Regions from separate parts of the Sus scrofa genome. Here region 1 is linked to region 2. Evidence: chromatin contacts called from public HiChIP or PLAC-seq data. All regions are on one chromosome and are shown on one strand. Each heading gives the region's core, a stretch centred on a gene start, on an enhancer-like site or on the middle of the called end of the contact. The rest is flanking DNA. Distances are from core to core; before and after follow the strand shown.

Region 1 (5,928 bases), core at 2,382-4,881, 54 kb before region 2:
GTCTTCGACCTACACCACAGCTCACGGCAATGCCGGATCGTTAACCCACTGAGCAAGGGCAGGGATTGAACCCGCAACTTCATGGTTCCTAGTCAGATTCGCTAACCACTGTGCCACGACGGGAATTCCATGAATATTTTTTTAAATAAAATTTTTATTATTTATTTTATTTTTTTGTTTTTTTAGGGTCACACCTGTGGCATATGGAGGTTCGCAGGCTAGGGGTCAAATAGGAGCTGTAGCCACCGGCCCACACCACAGCCACAGCAACATGGGATCCAAGCCAAGTCTGCAAGCTATACCACAGCTCACAGCAATGCCAGATCCTCAACCCACTGAGGGAGGCCAGGGATCGAACCTTCGTCCTCATGGATACTAGTCAAATCTGTTTCCACTGAGCCACGACAGGAACTCCAGCTATGAATATTTTTGTATGTGTTTTGGTGAACATATGTATTTCTAGGCATGTAGTTGCTAATCATAGGGTACGCATATGTTCAACTTTGGCAGATATCACCAAACACTTTTCTGAAGTGTTTGTACCAATTTATACTCCCACTTGCAATGAATGAGAGTTCTAGTTGCTCACATCCTCATCAACACTTAGTGTTATCTATCTTTTTAGCCACTCTCATGGATATATAGGATTATCCTATTGTGCTTTTCATTTGCATTTTCCTGCTGGTTAGGGAATTGAATACTTTCCATATGTTTATTAGCCATTTGGATATTTTAGGGACTTTTAAATGTTTGTGTTTTGTTGGTTTTTTTTTTTTTTTTTTTTTGACTGTATTTGCAGCATGTGGAAGTTTCCGAGCCAGGGATGGAATCTGAGCTGTAGCTATGACATACACCACAGCTATAGCAATGCCAGATTCTTAACCCACTGCACTGGGCTGGGGATTGAATCTGTGCCACCACGGAGACAATGTCAGATCCTTAACCTGCTGCACCACAGCGGGAACTCCCTAAAGTTTTTTTCTCCTGGTTATTAAAGTAATACATGCTAATTGAAGAAGGTTTGGCAAATCTAGAACAGAATTATGGTAGATTTGTACTATGTCAATTTGGCTAAATGTTCAAACTTTATTTTGCAGAATTTCTTTCCTTGTCTGTTTCTGGGCTAGAGTTGGCTATAAGAACATGTGCATAAGATCCGGAGGGCAGAAGCAAAGCACCCATGTTTATACTTAGAAGGTCTGTGTAGAATCAGGTGCTGTTGTAGTTCACACATCTTGTCTCTGATCTGCTGGCTCACCTTGTTGGCCCCGGGATAGCAGTTAGGCCTTCAGTTCCCACTAGATCTCGTCCTTCAGCCTTTTCAACTCCTGGGTAAAATGTGTAGTTAGCTCCATGACAAAGGACCCAGCAAGAGACTGACACAGCTTACCATTCATCCTTGTGGGCATCACCTTTTTCTTACAAGTTCCAGTTTGCCTTTTCCCTCCCGTACTTCATGTCTGGTTATCCTTCCTGACCACCTGCCCTCCTGTCTTCAGGCCCAGCACCAGAAGCATCCACAATAGTCACACACAAGCTGTTTAACCTGCTCCCCACAATTGTGTGTGTGCGAAATGTCAAATCATTATAATACACTTTTCATTTTGTGTCATACCCAGTAGTTCTGCCTCTCTGATTACACATCAACTGATAGAGGCATTAAGAAGAAAGCCAAATCCACCTATAATCCCACACCCAGAGAGGACCTCTGTCAACATCTCAGTATGTATTCTTCCTGCCTGGAATATCTTAATTGAAGAGAACAAGCCGCAGAGAGGTTAAGGATTTCTCAGGGTTTGGCAAACTTGTGGCCCAGTCAGGTCTTCAGAAGGCTGTTTTTGTCCCTGCTATCCTGGTGTTGTTTCCACTGCATCTCAGAATCCCTTAGAGACCCTCAGCTTTCCTGGGGGTTTTCTAACTCTGAGCACAAACTCTGGGCCTGTGAGAGCAGCTTTTGAACACATTTTCCTGGACTTTGCAGCCACCTGCCTTTATAGTGTCCCCATTTTATCTCAACCAAATTGCAGGAGTTCAACATTCTGGTTCCTCTTAAGAAAAAAAATGGTCTTTTAAAACTAGTCATGCTGTGTCATCTACATCTGGAGACCTGACCAAGAAGTAATGGCCACCAGAGGGCCAGAGAGAGCCCACAGGACTTGTCCTCCCTGCCAAACACAGCTCCCCAGATGTCAGAGATACAGTCCTTTGATTTAAGCATTACTATCTCAAGAGTTCTCTTTTTTTTTTCTTTTTAGGGCCACATCTGCAGCATATGGAGGTTCCTGGGCTAGGGGTTAAATCAGAGCTGCAGCTGCCGGCCTCTGCCACAGCCATAGCAACACCAGATCCTACCAGCATCTGCGACCTACACCGCAGCTTGTGGCAATGCCAGATCCTTAACCCACTGAGCAAAGCCAGGAATCGAACCTGTATCCTCATGGATACTAGTCAGGTTCTTAACCTGCTGAGCCAAAAGGGAATTCCTCAAAAGTTCTCTTTTAAAGTATAAGTACTCTTTTTTTGGAGCTCCCATCGTGGCGCAGTGGTTAACAAATCCGACTAGGAATCATGAGGTTGTGGGTTCGATCCCTGGCCTTGCTCAGTGGGTTAAGGATCTGGCATTGCCGTGAGCTGTGCTGTAGGTCACCAATGTGGCTCTGATCCCGTGTTGCTGTGGCTGTGGCGTAGGTTGGCGGCTATAGCTCCGATCCAACCCCCGCCTGGGAACCTCCATATGCTGTGGGAGCAGCCCTAGAAAAGGCAAAAAGACAAAAAAAAAAAAAGTATAAGTACTCTTTTTTTTTTTTTTTTGGCCATGCCTGTGGCATGTGGAAGTTCTCAGGCCAGGGATAGAACCCCTGCCACAACAGTGACCCACACTGCTGCAGTAACAAGGCCAGATCCTTAACCCACTGCACCACAAGGGAATTCCTAAAGTATAAGTACTCTCGAGAGCAGCAGCACCTGAAATCCTTACTTCTTCAGATTGAATGATCCCCCAGATGCAGTGATAAGTGAATTGGTATCGTAAAAGTTTTGGTGGAGAACAGGCTAGTTAGGAGGCAGCCAGAAGGAGGAGAAGCCAAACTTTGCTTCCTTTGCAATTTGTCCAAGAGCCTCCTGGGCTCTGAGTTTTATAAGGACGAACCTTAACGGGGCTTTTCTGCTCAAACCCAAGGCTTTAGCCTGGGCTCTGCTCCTCACCCGGAGGGTGGACTCACTAGGACAGATTTTTCTTCCCTGAGAAGAACAGAACCAGAGGGAAGTGACTGGAGACAGAGAGCAATTCAGAAACTAGTGATGACACCTTCCCTCCCAGCATGTCAGTTTGCCTGGCTGGTTTCTTGAAGAGGAACAAAAAGGAGATGTGGTAAAGGTTTCTTGCCTTGTTTTCTTTTATCTTCCAATGGCCATAGATACAAATGGCCTTTTTCCTCATGCGCTCCTGTCATCACCCTCCTAAGGAGAAGGCACAGTTACCCCACAGATTGAGCTGGGACCCCCAGGTTGACAGGGAGGCCACAGGAGTGCCCAGGGGTAACATTATCCTGCCAGAGCTAAACAAGGAACTGTGTGTTTAGAGTAACTTCAAGAAAGTTGTGGGCGTTTCCTCTGTCAGGGAAACAAGAAACCACAGTGAGATAATGGATAGCTATATTCGGGTCACAGATTATCAGCTGCCACTGCAGCTTCCTGTTCAGAATTCGACGAAACTTCTTTCTAGTTGCCAGAACCTTATGGCTTCTGAGAGTGTGGCAACATTTAGTGCTGTGGGGCTTGGGAGTGCTGCTTGGGGATCTGACCCAACCCAGTGATGGAACTGTGTTTTGGGGGGGTAAGCCTTCAGAGACCTGTTCCTGGTAGAGTAAGTGGTGGGTGAGGGTGAGAAGAGCTTTTGCCAAACTCTTAGGTTTTTTGGTTTTGTTTTGTTTTTTCCAGGTTCTTGGACTAAGATTTTTTGTGCATTATCTCATTTAATTCCTAAAACTACCTTAGGCAAAAGACAAGCGTTGGCAAGCATGTGAAATTAGACCCCTTGTACACTGTTGATGGGATTGCAAAATGGTTCAGTTACTGTGGAAAGAAGTGTTGAAGTTTCTCAAAAAATTAAAAATAAGAATTCCTGTTGTGGCTCAGTGGCAATGAACCCGACTAGTATCCTTGAGGATGTAGGTTCGATCCCTGGCCCCAGTCAGTGGGTTAAGAATCTGGTGTCGCAGTTGCCATGAGCTATGGTGTAGTTCACAGATGTGGCTCAGATCCCATGTTGCTTTTTTTTTTTAACTGAACATAAAATAAAATAAAATATAGAATGCCATATGATCTAGCAATCCCACTCCTGGTATCTATCCAAAGGAATTGAAATCAGGATCTTGAAAAGATATTAGCATTCCTATGTTCACTGCAGCATTGTTCACAATAGTCAAGATGTGGAAGCAACCTAAAAGTGCACTGGAGGGATGAATGGATAAAGCCGATGTGGTTCATGCATGCAATGGAGTATCATTCAGCTTTTAAAAAGAAGAAAATCTTAAAAATATGAGATAACCTGGTGAAGCCCTGAGGACATTATCTAAGTGGAATAAGCTGGTTAGAGAAGGACAATACTGTATGATTCTACTTATATAAGAAATTTAAATAGTCAAACTCATAGAAGCAGAAAGCAGAATAGTGGTTGCCAGGGACAGGCTGGAGGGGGAAATGGAGAGATGCTAATCAATAGATTTAAAGCTTCTGTAATACAAAATGAGTAAGTTCTAGATCTGCTATACAGCACTGTGACTACAGCTAACTATATTGTACACTTAAAAATCTCTTCAGTGAGTGGATCTCATGTTAAGTGTTAGAATCACCATAAGATAAAAATAAAGTTTTAATTTAAGAACTACCCAATGAGAGGGGTACTATTATTATTTCCATTTTTTAGATGAGGGAAGGGGATCATAAATGTTAAGTAACTTGCCCAGAGACTCCTTAGCAGTGGTAGAACTGAGAACTAGGAACAAGACTTACGTCTCCGTTTCTTTCTGTCTCTGTCTGTCTCTTAGACACACAGTAGTTTACTGAGCTGTGACTTATATACACTTAATATGCATATACCCATGTGGCCACCATGCAGACTAGTATTAAATACTTCCATACCTCTCAAAAATTCCCTTATGCTCCTTTCCAGAAAACACCCAATCCCTCTAATCCCAAGGTAACCAATATTCTGACTTGTAGCCTCATAGATGTGATTTTCCTATTCAATACCCCCTTTTTTTTTTTAGGAATATGAAAGTCCCTGTGGCATATGGAGGTTCCCAGACTCGGGGTAGAATCCAAGCTGTAGCTGCTGGACTACATCACAGCCACAGAAACACCGGATCCAAGCTGCATCTTCGAACTATACCGCAGCTTGCAACAACACCAAGTCCTTAACCCACTGGGTGAGGCCAGGAGTTGAACCCACATCCTCATGGATACTGTGTGAGGTTCTCAACCCACTGAGCTACAACAGGAACCCCTGATTTACCTATCCTTGAAATTTTGATGAATGGGATCATACTATTGTATCTGCTTTCTTTTGCTCAATATAGCGTGTCAAGGATTTGTGTATAATATTGAGTGGATCAGCAGTTTGTTCCTTTTTATTCCTGAATAGTATATGATTTTATGAATATACCCCTCAATGTATTTATCCATTCTCTTATTTATTTGTTTATTTTTTTGTCTCTTTAGGGCAGCACTCATGGCATATGGAGGTTCCCAGGCTAGGGGTTGAATTGGAGCTGTAGCTGCCAGACTACACCACAGCTCACAGCAATGCCAGATCCTTAACCCACTGGGCAAGGCCAGGGATCGAACCCGTGTCTTCATGGATACTAGTTGGGTTCATTAACCACTGAGTCATGACTGGAACTCCTATCCATTCTCTTATTGATAAAT
Region 2 (6,440 bases), core at 2,415-4,914:
TTAAAAAAAAAAAAAAAAAAGATTAAGATGATAAATTCTATGTTATGTGTTTTTTGCCAAAACTAAAAAAAAACTCCATTGGAGTTCCCTTCATGGTTCAGTGGTTAACGAACCCAACTAGGATCCATGAGGATTCAGTTCCATCCCTGGTCTTGCTCAGTGGGTTAAGGATCTGGTGTTGCTGTGAGTTGAGTGTAGGTTGCAGACACGGCTCGGATCCCATGTCCCTGTTGCTGTGGCGTAGGCCGGCAGCTGTAGGTCCAATTTGACCCTTAGCCTGGAAACTTCTATATGCAGTGGTTGTGGCCCTAAAAAGCAAAAAAATAAATAAATAAAAAATCCTGTTAATATTAAACATTCTGACTACTGACTATAAATGCAATAAAAGCTTAGAGAACAGACACACTGAAATTAGAGATTTCCTAGACATGAACAAATCCTAAAGGGTGGGTTATGTTGGATTAGTAGAGGGCAGGAAAAAAAGTTCTAAGCAAGAATCCTAGAAAAAAAGACAGGAATTGGAATAAACATTTTATATATTGTGGAGAGTAAACTTCGTATGTTTAACTCTGTGTGTGTGTGTGTGTGTGTGTGTGTGTACACGTGTGAGAAAAGATTTCAGTGAGAAATCTTGTTCCATTAGGGAGCATTTACACTGAAGAGTGGTGAGAACTAAGTAAAGATAGGTGGGGTGAAGTCAGACTATACAAGGTCTCAAAAGCCAGATGAAAATTTGTACTTGATACCATAGACTCTGGACAGGCACTCTAAATTCTTGAACAAGGGTGTATATAAGATTTTCTGTGAAACTGAAAATTCCTATTGGTCTCAATTGAAACAAATGTACCAAAGAGAGTAACTTGGATTTTGTCTGGGCTTGGGCGAGAAGGAATGGGGAAATGATAAATGCCCAGGGCTGGGTGAATAGTGGGAGTGAGGACACAAGAGGACACCAGTGGGGAAGTGAGACTGCAAGGAAGAGATGAGGCTCCTACAGCTGTCTTTGTTCCTATTCTTTAGGAGCTTTTGTTTTTCCAAACTTTAAGGGTCACATGTTTTGCTTAAGAAAGAGCTTTAGAAATTTGCTTTAAGGGCTGTACCATGAAATTTTTATTTGAAGGCCAAAACAATAGTTTTATGGTGTGGTGTGGAAAGACTGAGGGCAGAGAGCCCCCGTGCCCAATCCCAGGGGCACCTGTCAAATACAAAAGCCATATCTCTAAGTATGAGCCAAGAGCTTCCTCTTGAGGAAGGGGATTTCTGCCCATAGTGGGGACTGTGGTTTCAGAGGCAGAGGATGGAGCTCCATTCCCAACTTGGTTGCTGACTCCACCTTTGAACCTGGTGAGTCACTTCCCTCCATGGGCCTAGTTTTCCCTTTTGTGGAATGCAGAAGGAGGTTCTTTCCACCTGCTTTCACAGAAGAAAGGAGAGGCTGAAAGAAAAGAAACGTATATCAGGCACCTTTACGCAGAGGCGCGAGGCTTGGGCTGAAGCCCGGCCCAGGATGTATGAGGACACGGGGGCCAGGTTTGACGCACCCTGCCCTTGACATCAGATGTCTACAGAGAGGACGTAAGTATTAAACAATATAAACAAATGTTGCCCCAGAGAGTCTGGGTTCTGGGAATATGAACAGGGAATCGTGACCAAAATTCCAGGTTTCCAAGTTCCCCTCAAGGAGTCATGGGCTCATGAGGAGGTGAATCACCACACCCAGGATCTGTCTTGAAGACCTAAACCACCAAATATGAGCCTCAGCAAAGGAAGGGGCTCAAGACAGTCTTGATTCAGAAAGCTCGGAGCTTGTAGCTAGACCATAAGCTGTTCCCTTAGGTCCTGGTAAGTAGAAGAAACAATTTTGCTCGAAGCTCTGGTTGTTGTTCTAGTTCTGAGGTCAGTGGCAGGTCAAAGTCATAAAATCAGTCCCCTGGAGCCAGCACAGTCGTCTTTGGTCTGGAAGACTACATGGAAAAAAGAGCTCAGACAATTGTGGTGCCTAAAGAAATTGATTTTGTATTCTTCCCAAACTCTGTGTTACTTCTCAGCCCAACTCTCCAAAAGCAAAAGGCAGAGAGATGGCAGCACATTGTCAGAGCCTGGAAGAAAGACCAGAAAGTGCAGGGAGAAAGAAGTATGTTGGCTGTAAATAGCAATTCTCAGAGCCAGGGAGGCTCATAGGGTCCCAAGGAGGCAGAGCAGACCCTGGGAATCTAGAACACTTGGACTCATGGAGTGCTGTGTTCAAAAGAGATCTCGCATACCACTTCATATCCATCAGGATGGCTTTTAACAAAAAAAGTGGAAAATGACAAGTGTCAGTGAGGATATGAAGAAACTGGAACCACTGTGTGTTGTTGGTAGGAATAAAATGATGCAGCCACCATGGGAAACAGTTTGATAGGTCCTCAAAAAGTTAGACCTACAATTACCATATGATTCCACTCCTAGGTATATACCCAAAAGAATTGAAAGCAGGGACTAAACAGATACTTGTACACTTATGTTCATAACAGCATTATGCATATTACCCATAGAAGCAACCCAATCATCAATAAACAGATGAAGGGATAAATCAAATGTGGCATAGACATACAATGGAATATTTTTCAGCCTTAAAAATGAATGAAGTCCTAATACATGCAACAATATGGATGAACCTCCATAACGTTTAGTGAAATAAGCCAGACACAAAAGGCTACATATTATATGATCCCACTCATATGAGGTACCTAGAATTAGCAAATCCATACAGAAGTAGAGCAGAGTTTACCAGGGCTTATGGGGAGTTATTGTTTAATGGATACAGAGTTTCTGGTTGGAATGATGAAAAATTTCTGGAAATGAATGGTGGTAATGGTTGCACAATAAAGGGAATGCACTTAATGCCACTGAACTGTACACTTAAAAATGGTTAAATTAGCAAATTTTATGTTATGTGTATTTTACAAAAAAAGTTGCAGGGTGGTGGTGGGGTAGTCCCATGACAAAGGGATCGACAAAGCATTGAGAATAAGATTCAAGAGAAACAGACTATGAAAAGGTGGCATCACAGATATTCAGAATCTTGAGTTGAGATGGGGATGGAGACACAGAAACCTATCCAGGAAGGAAATGGATAAAATGTAGAAGTCAGAGATGAAAGACAGGGGAGTTAACCAAAATGGAGCCCTGTTAGCGTGTAGAGCTGAGTATGGAGAAAGAAGTGGGGATTGGCAGGTTTGATTTTTAAAATGAATCTTCAGTCTGGGTCTTTATTTGGAAGGCATGTGGGTTTCCATGTTAAACCACCACAGGGCTTGTGGTGGATGCTTCTGGGACCTTCATCCACTCTGCAGTGGTCAGCTGGCAGTTGCCCTCTGAGGCTTCCTGTCTCCTTATAGAGCTGACAGACACCGCAGTGAGTCAGTTATACCAAGGCTTGACTCATTTTTGACCCAGTTTTGGTGATCAAAGACAATACTCTGGAATTTGGTACTACAGCTCAAAAGGTATGGTGGGAACATGGAGGCAGGACCCAGACTCATAGCTGTTTCTTGTCGCTATCTCATTTCTTTGTAAAGGTTCAAGACTTGGGTTCAAATTCTGTCTTGCCTCTTACTAGCTGCATGATCTTGAGCAAGTTACTTAACCTCCAAAAGCCATGGTTTCCTTTCTTATAAAATGGGGCAACAGATCTCTGTAACCTCATAGTGGGTATGAAGTAAGATAATGTATGAGAGCTTCTTAGCACTTTGCTTGTTGCAAAGAAATTGCCTAGTTAAGATAAGGTAATTATAATTATCAGCACTACTCTTAGTACCTGGAGGCTTTGATTATCTAGGATTGCTTTGCCATAAGATCAATGGAGAACCACATCTGGAACTTCAGTAACCCCAACTCCTGTAGCCCTGGATTTAGAGCAGGAAGACCTGAGTCTGATCTGGGCTCCCTGATTTACTAGCTGTGTGACCTGGGGCATTTTTCAGATTCTCAGTTTTCTCAACTGAAGGAAAAAAAAAAGTGTTGTAAATATCAAATAAAATAATATGTGCACAAGCTCTGTAAATAACAGTGAGCAAAAGAGCACAGGCATGTAGTATACTCAGGATCAGAAGCAAGGATGTGTCTGGGCCAAGGTTAGGGTCAAGATGCGAATCAGAGTCAGGACTGGCCCCAGTGCTGTAAAAAAAATTGTGATCAAATGATGGAAGATAATATAGGAAAAGGAAAGTATATATATGTATGACTGGGTCACTTTGCTGTACAGCAGAAATTAGCACAACACTGTAAATCAACTATACTGTAATAATTAAAAATAAAAATCATGATCAAGATTAGGGTTGGAATTGGGTCAAAGCAAAGCCTGGGGCTAGGGTAGGGAGAGAGTCATGAGCAGGGTCACAGTAGGGGGCTGAGTGGAATTTTTGATCTGGGTTAATAATCCATGCCGGATGGAGTGCCCTGTCTCAGCCCTGAGGGCTATAGCAGTGCTGCACAGTGACTCAGAGGCAGCCGCACTGTCTGGGATAAGGCTCTAATCCAGTGATCTTGGTTTGGAGGAAAGTAGAGTGTGGGATTTACAGTAGAAGTACAGGTCTTTGGGAGACAGTTCAACTGCAGTAGTTCAGCCACTTCGTTACCTTCATCATTCTCCTCTCTAGCTTGTAGGTAGCTACATCACATTAAGTATCATCCTATTTCCAGGTGCCTCCTACGCAACACTGGTCCTCACAGTCCTGATCATCCCTCCTCCATTATCCATCCATCCATCACCCATCATCCATCATCCATCTGATGAAGGTTTATTAAGGACTTACTACATGTCCACCACTTCACTAGACCCAAGGATCCAGCAATGATAGAGGCAAGTGTGTTATCTATCCTCATGGAGCTTCAGTATAGAGGGAGAGGCAGCTAATACAGTGGATTTCCATCTTCTCCATGTGTGTGTGTGTATGTGTGTGTGTGTGTGTGTGTGTGTGTGTGTAGGGGGTGATAGTAGATTCTAAAATAAGATTATGAGCAAAGATTGCAAAATTATTCTTGAAAATCCCTTAATTCACCAGGACCTTGATATTTAGAAGCAAAAAAGCCAAGAAATAACATCTATTTCTCTTTGTGCTTTGGGTGTGATCCTGGGGCAAATGTCAAGATCTGTCTTTAATTGTGGAAAGTGACTTTATATAAAGGAATTTGTTTCTGTCTCTTTCAGCTGAGTGTGTAGAGTTGGTTTTGCAACAAGTTAACTGCATTGATGTGACTCCAGTGTGAATACAAATTATACCAACACATATGTAATTATTGTACATACATTAAGGAGGAATATAGTGCACTGTGAGAATGGCAGGTGGAGGGACATAACCTAATGGGGTGAATGATATGGAAGGCTTCACTGAGAAAGTGACTTTTAAGCTAAGTTCTAAAGGATGAAGATGAGTTAGCCTATCATAAAGGGAAAGAAAGAACTTTCTAGGCAGAGGAATTGATCTGAGGCAGAAATGAACCCAGTGCATTTTAGGAACTGAAAATCAGGTTGGAGATGTTGAAGCAATAACTAAGGGCCTCCCCCAGTCAGTCCCCGGACTGGGGCCAATTGTACATGCTCTGACTCAGCACATAGAACAACATGGAACTAGAGTTCCCGTGGTGATGCCGTGTTAGTGAACCCGACTAGTATCCGTGAAGACGCGGGTTCGATCCCTGGGCTTCACAGTGGTTAAGGATCTGGCATTGCCGTCGGCTGTGGTGTCATTCACAGAAGCAGCTCAGATCCCGCATCGCTGTGGCTGTGGTATAGGCCAGCAGCTACAGCTCTGATTCAGCCCCTAGCCTGGTAACTTCCATATGCTGCAGGTGTGACCCTAAAAAGAAAAAGATAAAGAAAAGAACAACATGGAGCTAAGGTGGTCTAAGACTCAGAGAATTAATTAATTCAGAGTATAGGGCTAGAGAAACAGAAGTCAGTTAACATCTTTTGGAATCATTCCCTGTGGGATGCAAATAAGAATAAGAAACAACTTACAGGCAACAGAGACAGCTGCAGTGGAATAGCCTTCATAGAGACATAAACCAGGGCTCACAAACACAGAAACCCCAGAGGCTAAGCAGGTGATGTAATGAGTACAGCAGGTTTAGTGTAGGACATTGGGGGTGGGTGGGGAGTAGAGGCGAAGGCAGACTGGTCTTGTTTAAAGAGGGCAACTGCTGCTATTCAGCTACTGCTAATTGTTGCCGAGTAGGAATTGAGGATGAGTTTTGCTAGATCTTCCGTATCATGGTAGATGCTGTCAGTTCTAGCTGCTTCTGGGCTTTGGAGCCCACTCTTCCCTGCTCTACAGCAGGCTGATGTTCCCCAGGAATTACCATCACCATTATCCCACCTCCCCCACACTCCCAACAACCAGCTCCCAACCAGTGATGGTGGATAAATACACTAATACCTTTGCCGCTCAGGTGAG

The links. HiChIP or PLAC-seq counts read pairs in DNA pulled down with a chosen protein or histone mark.
Region 1: an H3K27ac HiChIP or PLAC-seq map of alveolar macrophages shows a contact between it and region 2. The contact joins two enhancer-like sites. A contact is called at or near these places in 29 of 47 Hi-C or Micro-C datasets (adipose tissue, alveolar macrophages, blood and 14 more) and 2 of 2 datasets of contacts at active chromatin or transcription factors (alveolar macrophages and skeletal muscle).

What each region holds. Positions count from the first base shown.
Region 1 is chr14:76,662,729-76,668,656 of Sscrofa11.1, reverse strand. The region is part of intron 1 of LOC102160869 (atherin-like); the gene reads left to right. Among named protein-coding and RNA genes, the nearest start is that of VCL, 35 kb to the left of the region's middle. Within about 2 kb of position 3,631, at least 27 of the 83 cell types and tissues checked have an H3K27ac peak or open chromatin away from gene starts, as enhancers often do. A contact at or near this core is called in alveolar macrophages, where this site is marked.
Region 2 is chr14:76,607,870-76,614,309 of Sscrofa11.1, reverse strand. LOC102160869 (atherin-like) reads left to right here. Exons shown (of 3, transcript XM_013983354.2): 3 at 4,687-5,691. The coding sequence ends at 4,777. It also overlaps a transcript of CAMK2G not described here. Among named protein-coding and RNA genes, the nearest start is that of PLAU, 18 kb to the left of the region's middle. Within about 2 kb of position 3,664, at least 7 of the 83 cell types and tissues checked have an H3K27ac peak or open chromatin away from gene starts, as enhancers often do. A contact at or near this core is called in alveolar macrophages, where this site is marked.